2 separate regions of the Mus musculus genome follow, and region 1 is linked to region 2. A link is a contact called in public HiChIP or PLAC-seq data. All regions are on one chromosome and are shown on one strand. The core of a region is the stretch at or near the end of the contact, and the rest is flanking DNA. Distances in the headings are between cores, read along the strand shown. Region 1 holds the start of Tap2 (transporter 2, ATP-binding cassette, sub-family B (MDR/TAP)). Region 2 holds the start of Btnl2 (butyrophilin-like 2).

The links. HiChIP or PLAC-seq counts read pairs in DNA pulled down with a chosen protein or histone mark.
Region 1: a contact with region 2 is called in an H3K27ac HiChIP or PLAC-seq map of T-cell acute lymphoblastic leukemia, with 4 times the contacts expected there. The contact joins the promoter of Tap2 here to the promoter of Btnl2 in region 2. A contact is called at or near these places in 11 of 39 promoter capture datasets (the 3T3-L1 cell line, the C10 cell line, the HPC-7 cell line and 7 more), 8 of 484 Hi-C or Micro-C datasets (B cells, LSK cells, bone marrow-derived macrophages and 3 more), 18 of 115 datasets of contacts at active chromatin or transcription factors (the 230-238 cell line, the HPC-7 cell line, the SCID.adh cell line and 10 more) and 3 of 9 other capture datasets (adipose tissue, liver and pancreatic islet).

What each region holds. Positions count from the first base shown.
Region 1 is chr17:34,201,538-34,207,399 of GRCm38.p6, reverse strand. It overlaps Tap2 (transporter 2, ATP-binding cassette, sub-family B (MDR/TAP)), which reads right to left and starts at 2,921. Exons shown (of 12, transcript NM_011530.3): 1 at 2,777-2,921; 2 at 1,616-2,113; 3 at 1,416-1,530. The coding sequence starts at 2,105.
Region 2 is chr17:34,351,456-34,357,443 of GRCm38.p6, reverse strand. Btnl2 (butyrophilin-like 2) reads right to left here and starts at 2,622. Exons shown (of 9, transcript NM_079835.2): 1 at 2,374-2,622; 2 at 1,144-1,227. The coding sequence starts at 1,222.

The sequences.
Region 1 (5,862 bases), core at 1,672-4,171, 150 kb after region 2:
TTTTTTTTTTTTTGGTTTTTTGAGACAGGGTTTCTCTGTATAGCTCTGGCTGTCCTGGAACTCACTTTGTAGACCAGGCTGGCCTCGAACTCAGAAATCCGCCTGCCTCTGCCTCCCAAGTGCTGGGATTAAAGGTGTGCACCACCACTGCCCGGCTTTTTTGTTTTGTTTTGTTTTGTTTTGTTTTGTTTTGTTTTGTTTTTGTCTTTCCTTTTTTCTCTCTCTCTCTTTTCTTCTTGTTCTTTCTTTCTTTTGCTTCTTTTTTTAGTGGATTTTTTTTTATTTACATTCCCAGGTCTCCCCTTCAGAACCCCCCATCTCATCCCCCGTCCCCCTGCCTCTATGAGGGTGCTCCCCCACCCACCCACTCCTGTCTTTCCCTTCCTGGCATTCCCCTACACTGGGGCATTGAACACCCTCAGGTCCAAGGGCCTCTCCTCCTACTGATGTCCAACAAGGCTATCCTCTGCCACATATGCGGCCGGAGCCATGGGTATTCTTTGATTGGTGGTCCAGTGCCCAGGAGCTGGGGGGGGGGGTGGTCTGGTCTGGCCAATTGACACTGTTGCTCCCTCCACCGAAGGAAGAATATTTTTAAGAAATCAAAGTGCACTGTGTGGTGCATCTCAGGTGATAAAGGCACTTGCCACCGTGTGTGAGTTCCATCTCTGCACCCCACACAGTGGAAGGACAGGGCTGACTCCAGCAAGCTGTCCTTGGGCCTCTAGTGCACATGCCTACCCTTGACCACAAAAGAAAGACAGTGCATAGTTTAGAAAAGGACATACCTGAGAACGGGCCACACCTAAGGATCTACAACAGGAAAATCCTCCAAAGAAGACAGAGTAGATCCAAAGGTAGAAGGGAGGTTCATAGATGCTAATTGCAGAAAGAGATCAGTATGAACCACAATAGTCAAAGCTACAGGGATACCTAAGAGACATAAAGCCTGAGTCGGGAGTCCACAAGGAGTCCATAAGGAGTCCACAAGAGAAAAGACGAAACAAAACCAGCAAAACTAGAATGGAGGCCTAATGAAAGACTAGGGAGAGAGAGAGATCCTGCACTCTCTGTATCTGGGTCCTCTTATCCTAGTCAAAGCCCAGCCAAGCAGCCCCATTTTTATTTGTTTACTTGAGATTGCAGGCTCCTGGGTCCGGATAAAAAGAGTCAAAGGCAGGCTGGAGAGATGACTCAAAAGTTAAGAGCACTGGCTGCTCTTCCTATAGGTCCTGAGTTTAATTCCCAGAGACCTCCTGGTGGCTCACCGTCATCTATACTGGGATATGGTGCCCACTTCTGGCCTGTAGGTGTACATGCAGGCAGAACTCTGTATACATAATTTGTGCCTTGTGCAAAGTCAGTTCCTGTCCAGTCGCATCTACTACAGGGACCTGAAGCCAATCATCTCTCACCTCCCAACAGAGAACAGGCACATGAAAAAGATGGCGCTTGCAAAGGCGTCGGGGTCGAAATCACCTCCCAGGATGTCAATTACACGACCCGAATAGCGAGGGATTAATGTCTCCCCTGAAAGAGGCAAGAAAGATAAGGAGGCTGTGCCCTGGCAAGGCCCTTCTCCCACCTCCCTCTCACAGTGGTCTCTTCCTCTCACCCCACACAGCCACCACAAGGAAGAAGAAGGCAGCTATGAGGAAAGGCAGGTCCGGCCTGGACAGCTTCAGCAACCGCTTCATCAGTGTTCTGTTCTCCTGGCCTGGTTCCTTCTCCTGGACTCCAGCCGGGCTCAGCACAGCCCACACGGCCCAGCTCAGCGCAACAGCCCCATAGCCAGCCAGCAGCCAGCCCCAAGAGGCAGAAGCCACTCGGACTACTGAGGTGCTCGCGGTGCCTCCCACCAGAGCTCTTAGCGAGAAAAACAGGGGAGTGGCAAGGCAGAGCAAGGGCAGAAGGGTCCCCACAAGTCCCAGCAGCTCTCCCACTTTTAGCAGTCCCCACAGCACTCCAAGTCGCAGGGTGCCCTCTATCCAGAGTCCTGGCAGCCCCTGGGGAAGCAGATTTCCCAGAGATCCTTGTAGCAACCCAAGTAAAGCCATGTCCGCCAGCAGCAGAGAGACCCAGGGCCTCAGGTAGGACAGCGCCATGGTGGGTTCTGCGGAAAGAAAGGGAGAAATGAGGTCTGTGGAGTTCCAACCCTGGTTACGAGCCTCCTGCCCCAAATCCACCCTGAGGCTTCTTGTTCACCGGAAAGACCCCCTCCTAGATAAGTCTCTCCTAGGACTGACTGTCTGACGGAGCTGGGAAGGCTGCATTATTCTCACACACAGTCACACAGACACACAGACACTCAGACACACAGCACGGGGGTGGGGGTGGGGGAGGGGGCGGTCTGCTGCCACCACATCCATCTCCCTGAAGTTTGTTGGTGTTAGCCCAAGAAGACACACTGCCCCCATTCCTCGGGTCTTTAAGAGCCAGGAGACCCGGTGCAGGGGCGGGATGCGGGTGGGTTCGGTAGCCTTAGATGGCTTGGGACAGAAGGTTCTGAGTAGGGGCGCTGGGCCGGCGGCGCCCGACGGAAGACCGGGGACGCAGGGCAAGGGGGTGGGGCAGAGGACCTTGGGCAAGGGGTGAGGGACAGGGGACCTGGGACACTGGGTGGGGCAGGGGCACGGAGCAGAGGACACGGGGCAGGGAGTAAGCGGCAGAAGACCCAAGACAGGGGACGAGGAGTGGGGAACCGGATGATGACGCCAAGGGTTTGGGAATGGGCCGCACTCCTGCTAACTCTCGGGTTCTATCCAAAAGAACTCACCTGCGGCTGCGGAGCGGCAGCTCAGGAGAGCTTCTGGAATCTGCTTCTTCTCAAACTGGATCTCCTGGGTGCGCAGCGACGCCCTCGCGGGGAGCGCGCCTGGGTCCCGCGGCTTTCGCTTTCACTTCACTGCCGTGGTCGCGGTGCTGCGCACAGCCGCCAGCAGATGGCGCCTGTCAATTTGCGGGTGGGTTGAGCGCCCCAGGTTCCCAAAAAGGCTCGCCCTCCAAGGCCGCTACTAGCAAAACTCTTGAGGGTCTGAGATGCTTTGAAAAGGAAAAAAAAACAAAAACAAAAACAAAAAAAAACAAAACAAACAAAAAAAAAAAACGAAAAAACCCTGCATTTCTCCGACCTCCGAGCATGTTTTAAGAAGCGCCGGTTAAACTGGGACTATAGTTCAGATGTTGAGAAAACTTGCCTGAGCCCAGGGTTCGCTGCCAGTAGGTTTGAGGAAGGGGAAAGAGGAGGAGGAGTAAAGGGCAGAAAAGAGCATAGGAGAAGGAGAAAGGCGAGGGAAGAGAATGGTCGTGGACGGAAGGAAGGGGAGGGAGGAAAATGGAGGAGGGAGTGACTTCAGGTCCCTCCCAGTCAGCAGACCACACAGGTGTCCCACCTTTGGAAAAAGGAAGAGAGGAGAGAGAAGGACGGAGGGTGGAAGAGAAGAGAGGCTTGAGGGCTTGTTTGTTTTTCCAGGTAAGCTCAAGAGTTGGGGTCTGGGGTAAAACTAGGGCTTACAAGAAGGCCTCAGCTCCTATCAGCAGGCCAAAGGTTCCCTTTCACAGATTTTGAACCCAGAGGCTCTGGCCCTTTGTCCTCAGACTTTCTTCGCAGCACACCGCACTTGCAGTGAGGGCCCTGGGTCAGTGCCAGGGCCTGCTGCTTGTGAGGTAGTCAGAGTAGGCTGTAGGCTAACACCATCAAAGAGGGAACCCGGCCTCCTCCCCAGAGCCCAGTTCATTGCGGAAATCACCCTTCTGGGCTCCAGGGAAGAGCCCTCACAGAGCATGGTGAGGCACCAGGTTCCATTCTCAGACATGAAAATCAACCATGCTGCTCATCACCACACCCCACCACCAGGGCACTACAAGGAGAAATGACTCTGCGGGCTGAAACTACCTATAAAGGAAAAAAAATCCCCTTAGACATGCTGGTGTGACTACCCATGAGTCACTTGAAGGTCAAATGTTGAGGGCGGGGGGGGGGCTGGGGGTGGCCTTAAAGCAGGCCTACATGGCTATGCCTATCTCTCTGGACTTTAGGGCTACCCCAGGTGGAGAAGGCTCCCATCTGGCTGTCTGGATCTCAGAGTCCTCTAACCCCTGACCTGGCTCTTGACCACTCCTGCACGGAGCACTCATGCGCTGAACTCTCCTGCCCTGAGCACTCCTGCACTGAGCACTGCTACACTGAGCACTCCTGCACTCAGCACTCCTACACCAAACACTCTGTACTGAGTACTCTTGTCCTGAGTACTCCTGCACTGAGCATGCCTGCACTGAGCACTGTGCTGAGTACTCCTGTGCTGTGCCCTGAACACTCCTGCCCTGAGCACTCCTGTCCTGAGTACTCCTGCTCTGAGCACTCTTGTCCTGAGTACTCCTGCCCTGAGCACTCCTGTCTTGAGCATGCCTGTGTTGAGTACTCCTGCCCTGAGCATGCATGTGCTGAGTACTCCTGCGCTGAGCATTCCTGACCTGAGCACTCCTATCCTGAGCACTCCTGTCCTGAACACTCCTGAGCTGAGCACTCCTGCACCAAGTATTCCTGCACTGAGCACTCCTGTGCTGAGTAATCCTGCCCTGAGCACTCCTGTCCTGAGTACCCCTGCCCTGAGCATGCCTGTCCTGAGCATGCCTGTGTTGTGTACTCCTATGTTGAGCACTCCTGCACCAAGCACTCCTGCACTGAGCACTCCTGCACTGAGTACTCCTGCCCTGAGCACTCCTGTGCTGAGTACTCCTGTGCTGAGCATTTCTGCCCTGAGTACTCCTGCCCTGAGCACTCCTGTCCTGAGTACTCCTACCCTGAGCATGCCTGTCCTGAGCATGCCTGTGTTGTGTACTCCTATGTTGAGCACTCCTGCACCAAGCACTCCTGCACTGAGCACTCCTGTGCTGAGTACTCCTGCACTGAGCACTCCTGCACTGAGTACTCCTGCCCTGAGCACTCCTGTCCTGAGTACTCCTGCCCTGAGCACTCCTGTGCTGAGTACTCCTGTGCTGAGCATTTCTGCCCTGAGTACTCCTGCCCTGAGCACTCCTGTCCTGAGTACTCCTACCCTGAGCATGCCTGTCCTGAGCATGCCTGTGTTGTGTACTCCTATGTTGAGCACTCCTGCACCAAGCACTCCTGCACTGAGCACTCCTGTGCTGAGTACTCCTGCACTGAGCACTCCTGCACTGAGTACTCCTGCCCTGAGCACTCCTGTCCTGAGTACTCCTGCCCTGAGCATGCATGTGCTGAGTACTCCTGTGCTGAGCATTCCTGCCCTGAGCACTCCTATCCTGAGCACTCCTGTCCTGAACACTCCTGAGCTGAGCACTCCTGCACCAAGCACTCCTGCACTGAGCACTCCTGTGCTGAGTAATCCTGCCCTGAGCACTCCTGTCCTGACCACTCCTGTGCAGATTACTCCTGTTCTGAGCACTCCTGTGCTGAGTACTCCTGTCCTGAGCACTCCTATGCTGAGCAGTCCTGCACTTACACAAGACCCAAGGGTTCCATTTTTTCTTTCACTTTCTCCTCTGCTTCCCCCACCCCAGAGAGTCTTGCTCATCTCTCTCTATTGTGCTTGCACCTTGCAGCCAGGGGTGAAACATGAAACTGAACCTCAGCAAACTTTACATTCGCTATCCAATGTCACCCAGGTGTTACTTGAGCATCCATGCTTATTGTCATCACAAAGTCTTCCCAGTTTCCCCAAAACATACATGAGGGGCCACACTGGAGTCCCGAGACCATGACACTCCAGGAAGGGCCAAATGAAAACGCTTCTCCAAAGAGAAAAGTGATGGGTGACGGTCCTCCCCAGAGATGCAGGGGAAGGGCGTCCAGGAAGAACCTGGCGAACACCTTCTCAATGG
Region 2 (5,988 bases), core at 1,373-3,872:
CAACCACATCTCTGGGGTTCATTCCCAGATAAATTAATATGTGAGTTGATGTTTCCATGGGGACTTTATCTTGATTTTGGAGTCATTTTGAGTTTAGGTAAATAGCGAAGCCACTGGGTCCTTCTACCTTCCTGGGTCACTCATCCCAGGGACGGTGCTGATTGGTTTTTTCCTTTCCTCCCAGAGAAGGCAAGAGTCCAGTAAATAGCAAATGTAGGTTTCACAAAAGTGTCTCATGGTGGGTTAGAGGCAAGGCTTGCCTAGAAAGTTTGAGTCTTCTGATCAAATCTTAAGTCATGTTCTTTGATATCTGAAAAATCAAAGATGTGTTTGACAATTCTGTGTGCTGTGATGTTTGAGAATTTCATGTCGTGGGTACCCATTCTTCTTCTGTAGTCCCGGCCCTGGGGAGGTGGAGGCAGGAAAGATCAGGAGGTCAAGGTCATCTTGGCTACCAGGTGAGTTAGAGGCCAGCCTGGGTAGACCCAAAACCCTGTGTAGGGAGGAGGAGCGAGTGGAAGCTTAGCAGGGAAAAGCACTTGCAATCAAGCCTGAAGACCAGGGTTCAAGTCCCAGGATTTACATGGTGGGGAGAAGAACCAGCTAAGGCAAATTGTCTTCTGACCCTCATATGCAAGCTGCAGGGTGCACCCCCCCCCCATACACTGTCCTACACACACACACACACACACACACTCACACACACACACACACGCAACATTAAAAGCTAATAAAATAAAAGTAGTCATAAGGGTACTCTTAACTCAGATTTAAGATACTGCTCAAAATTCTCTCCGATACTTAGAGATCTTGTGTCTTTGGCTGGTGGGATTTACGTGTGTGGTCTTCCCCGCAGAGTTGAGTATTGTGTGAAAACTGAGCATGCTCCAGCTATGGATTCCAGTTGCGCTTTCCAGGTGACTTCCAGTGCCGCCTAAAGTTGTCACTCGCACCCAAGAGATGAGCAACTAAGTCAAGAAGCTTTCCAAAGCCAGGGGATGGGGAGGTGGGGGAGGGGTGGAAAGGCCAGTGTGAGCCCGCACCCCTTTGTACTGCACTGTCAGGTTGGGTTTGAGACTGTGCATTTTAGAACTGAGGGGCATGACAGCAAGTGGGGATGGGGTGGGTAGGAAGGGACCCTACCTGGGTGCTTTATAGTCAGCAGGACGAAGAGGAAGGAGGCAGCCACGCCAGATAGACTATACCGTGGGCAATCCACCATCCTCCCTGGAGCAAACATAGAAGAAAGTACAGCTGTGATTACCCACCATGCCTTGCAGTTTCTGCATTGGTTTTTGTTTGTTTTGTTTTGTTAACTCGACAGAAGCTAGAGTCATCTGAGAAAAGGGATCCTAACTGAGGAACTGCCTCCATCAGATTGGCCTATGAGCAAATCTGTGGGGGAATTTTTCTTAATTAACGATTGATGGGAAAGGACCCAGCCCACTGCGGGCAGTGCCACCCCTGGGCAGGTGGGCTTGCATGATGTAAAAAAACAAGCTGAGCAAGTCACAGAGGGCAAGCAGTGTTGCTCCATGGTCTCTGCCTCAGTGTCTGCCTCCAGGTTACTGCTTGGGTTCCTGCCTTGATTTCCCTTCATAGTGGTCTGCCAGCTGTAAGATGAAATTAACCCTTTCTTTCCTAGGTTGCTTTTGGTCTTGATATTTATCACAGCAATAGCAAGCAAACTAGGACTTCTGATGGCTATGCTATCTTAATAGACAACTAGCACCAAACCTGTCATCATCAGATCATGGCCTGGCCCCGTTCTTTTCAGTTGTTGATCACAGCTGACTCACTCACTCACATTTGAACTCTCACGATGGAGTTACACTGTACGTTATCCCTTAGGCTCCCCCTCAGGTCTCACTTAGTCCAGTTGGCTTCTAACTTGCAACACAGCCAAGGATGACCTTGAAGTCCTTCCTCTACCTCTCGTGAATCCTGAGATTGAAATTCCATACACCAGGAGGCAGATACTGAAGAGGATGAGGCAAGACAATGTCTGGTTTGAGGCCAACCTGAGCTGAAGGAAGTTTTTTGATTGGAAAGAAAAATCAGTCCTGAGCTAAAGAGACAATGATGTTAAAAAGAGGAAAAACTCAGCTTGTTGTGGTAGCTCACTATAATCTCAGCACCCAGAAGGCTGAGGCAGGAGGATTGCCATTTGTTGGAAGCCGGCATTGGCTATAGAGTGGGAGTCTGTCTCAAAACACTACTCTCTAAAAAATGTGCAGTGGAGATCAACAGGAAGTAAGAGCCATTTCCTGACAGGATGCTGACTCTACCTACTTCCTCATCTTAGTTGACTCCTCCCCACCCCACCCCCACTCCCATGTCCATCCTTCATGAGAGACTCTCCAAGCCACTCACCTGTTGCTCTTTCCTTTAGGGTGAAATGGAGGCTGTTGGTCTCACCCAGTCACAAGTGTGTCCTTCATTCACATAGCAGGTGTCTAAGGACAGGAGAGCATAGTGACTGGTGATGGAGCAGGCAAGGAAAGTGGAAGCGTCACCAGTTTGCGTGAAGGAAGATTTGAATGGTGTCAATCTGTAGGCAGAGTTGAGTCCCCGAGGGTCAGTCTAAAATGAGGCTCCAGTCAGAGCAGCACATTTACCTTCTGCTCAAAAGTGAAACTCAGAAGGAAGGCAGGTGGACTTTGGGCTCTGTTCTGATTCATCTAGCCTTCTAGACACAGTGATAATGTTGACCCTTATCTCTTCAGAACACCAGCACGCAGGCTGGACCCTGCTCCATGCCCTGTCCAGCAGGTAGGTGACCTGACATCTGGCAGTGGCCTAAATCATGGCTACTTTGTCCTGTCCTTCAGCTTGCTGAACTTCTATGATTCCCCATCTAGGGCCAAGCTCTCTCACAACACGGAGTCTGTGGACCCTCAGAGTGCAGAGCATGACTGTCTATCAGATACTCAACCTTCACCCTACTGAGTAGAAAACCAAGTCTAGGAGGGGATGTTCCCTGTCCAAGACCAGAACATCAGGCCAAGGTGCCTGTGTGTTTTTTCTTTGTTCTTTCTCTTTTACTGGAAAACAAAGGCTTCACCCAAGAAATGTAATAAGCTTTCTGATATAGCGTGTGGGTACAATGAGCATGGCTAGTAATGGAGGGCCTTGGACACCCCTGTTATGTGCTCTTCTTTCTTCAGTCCTTCTTGGGGATCCCCTAAATTCTCTTTCACACTATTGAGGGGTCTCCAGATCCACTTTCAAGAGCTGGGAAGAGCAGTTTTAAACTTATTTAGAAGAATGTTTGTTCTTCATTGTAAGAGCGTAACAGCACAGCATGCAAGGCAACAGTGTAACAGCACAGCATGCAAGGCAACAGTGTAACAGCACAGCATGCAAGGCAACAATGTAACAGCACAGCATGCAAGGTAACGGTGTAACAGCACAGCATGCAAGGTAACAGTGTAACAGCACAGCATGCAAGGCAACAGTGTAACAGCACAGCATGCAAGGTAACAGTGTAACAGCACAGCATGCAAGGTAACGGTGTAACAGCACAGCATGCAAGGTAACGGTGTAACAGCACAGCATGCAAGGCAACAGTGTAACAGCACAGCATGCAAGGCAACAGTGTAACAGCACAGCATGCAAGGCAACAATGTAACAGCACAGCATGCAAGGTAACGGTGTAACAGCACAGCATGCAAGGTAACAGTGTAACAGCACAGCATGCAAGGTAACAGTGTAACAGCACAGCATGCAAGGCAACAGTGTAACAGCACAGCATGCAAGGCAACAGTGTAACAGCACAGCATGCAAGGTAACAGTGTAACAGCACAGCATGCAAGGTAACAGTGTAACAGCACAGCATGCAAGGCAACAGTGTAACAGCACAGCATGCAAGGCAACAGTGTAACAGCACAGCATGCAAGGTAACTGTAACAAACAGCAAAGCATGCAAGGTAACAGTGTAACAAACAGCACAGCATGCAAGGTAACAGTGTAACAAACAGCACAGCATGCAAGGTAACAGTGTAACAAACAACACAGCATGCAAGGTAACAGTGTAACAGCATAGCATGCAAGGTAACAGTGTAACAGCACAGCATGCAAGGTAACAGTGTAACAGCACAGCATGCAAGGTGCTTTTCCCTGATTCTTCCCTCTCAGGATTAGGGAATCCTGCTCCATCTAGCTTGAAGCTACTGGTCTTGATGAAGGCAGTGAGTCTAGACAAGGTCCCAAGTGCGGGATGGGAGGACTAGATATTAAGAAGGATACAAGGGCTATTTCTCCCTCAGAATAGAAGGATTGTTCCCTGTCTGTGATGGTTATTTTCTTTTCCTTTTCTTTTCTTTCTTTTCTTTCTTTCTTTCTTTCTTTCTTTCTTTCTTTCTTTTCTTTCTTTTCTTTCTTTCTTTTCTTTCTTTCTTTTCTTTCTTTCTTTCTTTCTTTTTTTTTCTTTTTTTTTTGCTTATTTTATTTTGTTTTTTTTTTGTTGTTTTGTTTTTTGTTTTGTTTGAGACAGGGTTTCACTGTGTATCCCTGGCTGTCATGGAACTCACTCTGTAGACCAGGCTGGTCTTGAACTCAGAGATCCACTTGCTACTGCCTTCTGAGTGCTGGGATTAAAGGTGTGGACCAGCATCTCCGGGCTTTCTAATGGTTAGTTTTAGTTGTCACCTTGACTCAATGTAGAGTCTCCTGAGAAGGGACTCCCTGTAACTATTTTTTTTCAAAGTCTATTTTTAATGATGGTTCTTAAATGCTTTAACCCCTCCCTTCTAGCCTATTACCCACCAGGGGGCAGTGGAAAATAAAGAATATGGGGGAAGTGGACCTGTTTAGAAATGGTTCTTTGGAGCAAATCCCATCTGTGTTGTCAGGCACAGGTTAGCAGTGGCAGCTCGATCCACTTACAAACACTTCTTGGATACACCAGTAGTCAGTTTGGTAGAGTCTGGATAGCAAACATGAATCAGCACCAGTTGCACTGCCTAGCAGAGACAGCGGGCCTCAACTTCAGCACAAGTCAGCAGGAGGGACCCAGAGGGATGCCAGGAAAAGTCCTTGGCTTCATCTCTCTCAGCAAAGTGAAGATGAGAGACCCCAAAAGCATTACGTAGCTAACTCTATAAGCAAGCCAAGCTCTGCCTTTACCACTGTCTGCCAAGTTCTATTTATACCCTCCAAACCACGTTTCTTCCATGGGTCTTGACCTCAGCACGGGCATCTGTCTCAGCTGGCATCACTCTGCCAATCAGTCCAAGTCCGAAGAAGTGACAAGAAACTGCAGCACGTCACCAGAAGTTTTTTGGTGCATTTCTCTCTATGGAGTCCTGACAAATGCAGCTCAACTACGCAATGTAAGGCAGACCAATATGTCATTAGCGAAGACTCCTTCATCACGTATCCTTTCACATGCTTGCTTTAACAGAACATCCTTTCACTTATGTCAATTCAGCGAAATGTTCCTTCACATGTTTGCTCTAGCAAAACACCATCCAACACTTTCCAAATAATCCTTAAGTTTCCACTTCAATTCCCCAGGAAGGATTGCATAGGTGGGGTTGATCTGTGGGGGAATATCTTAGTCAGGTTAGCAGAGGTGGGAACACTACGTTCTGAATTTGAGAGTCCTCATTCATGGGCCATGAGCTGCACAAGAGTGAAAAGGTAGGGTGAGATGAACAGGCACTCACAAGAGCAGAGCAGCCATGACATCACATGAACAGAGAAGTCATGACATCACAGGAGCAGAGCACCTGTGACAGCCCAGGAATTCTTGGCCAATCTGGCTTTCATAGAAAGACCTTTCAGCAGAGATTTACCACTTGAAGTCCCTTAAAGTTAAGGAGAGCTAAAAGTCTAAAGAAATCAGTAGTTGGGGCAGGGAGAGGGGAAGAGGAAGGGAAGAGAAGGGATATAGAGAGGGAGGAGAGAGAGAGAGAGGAAGGGAAAATAGGAAACGGTGGAGAGGAAGCAGCAGTGTGTTGTGCGAGTGTGAGGTCAGTGATACTC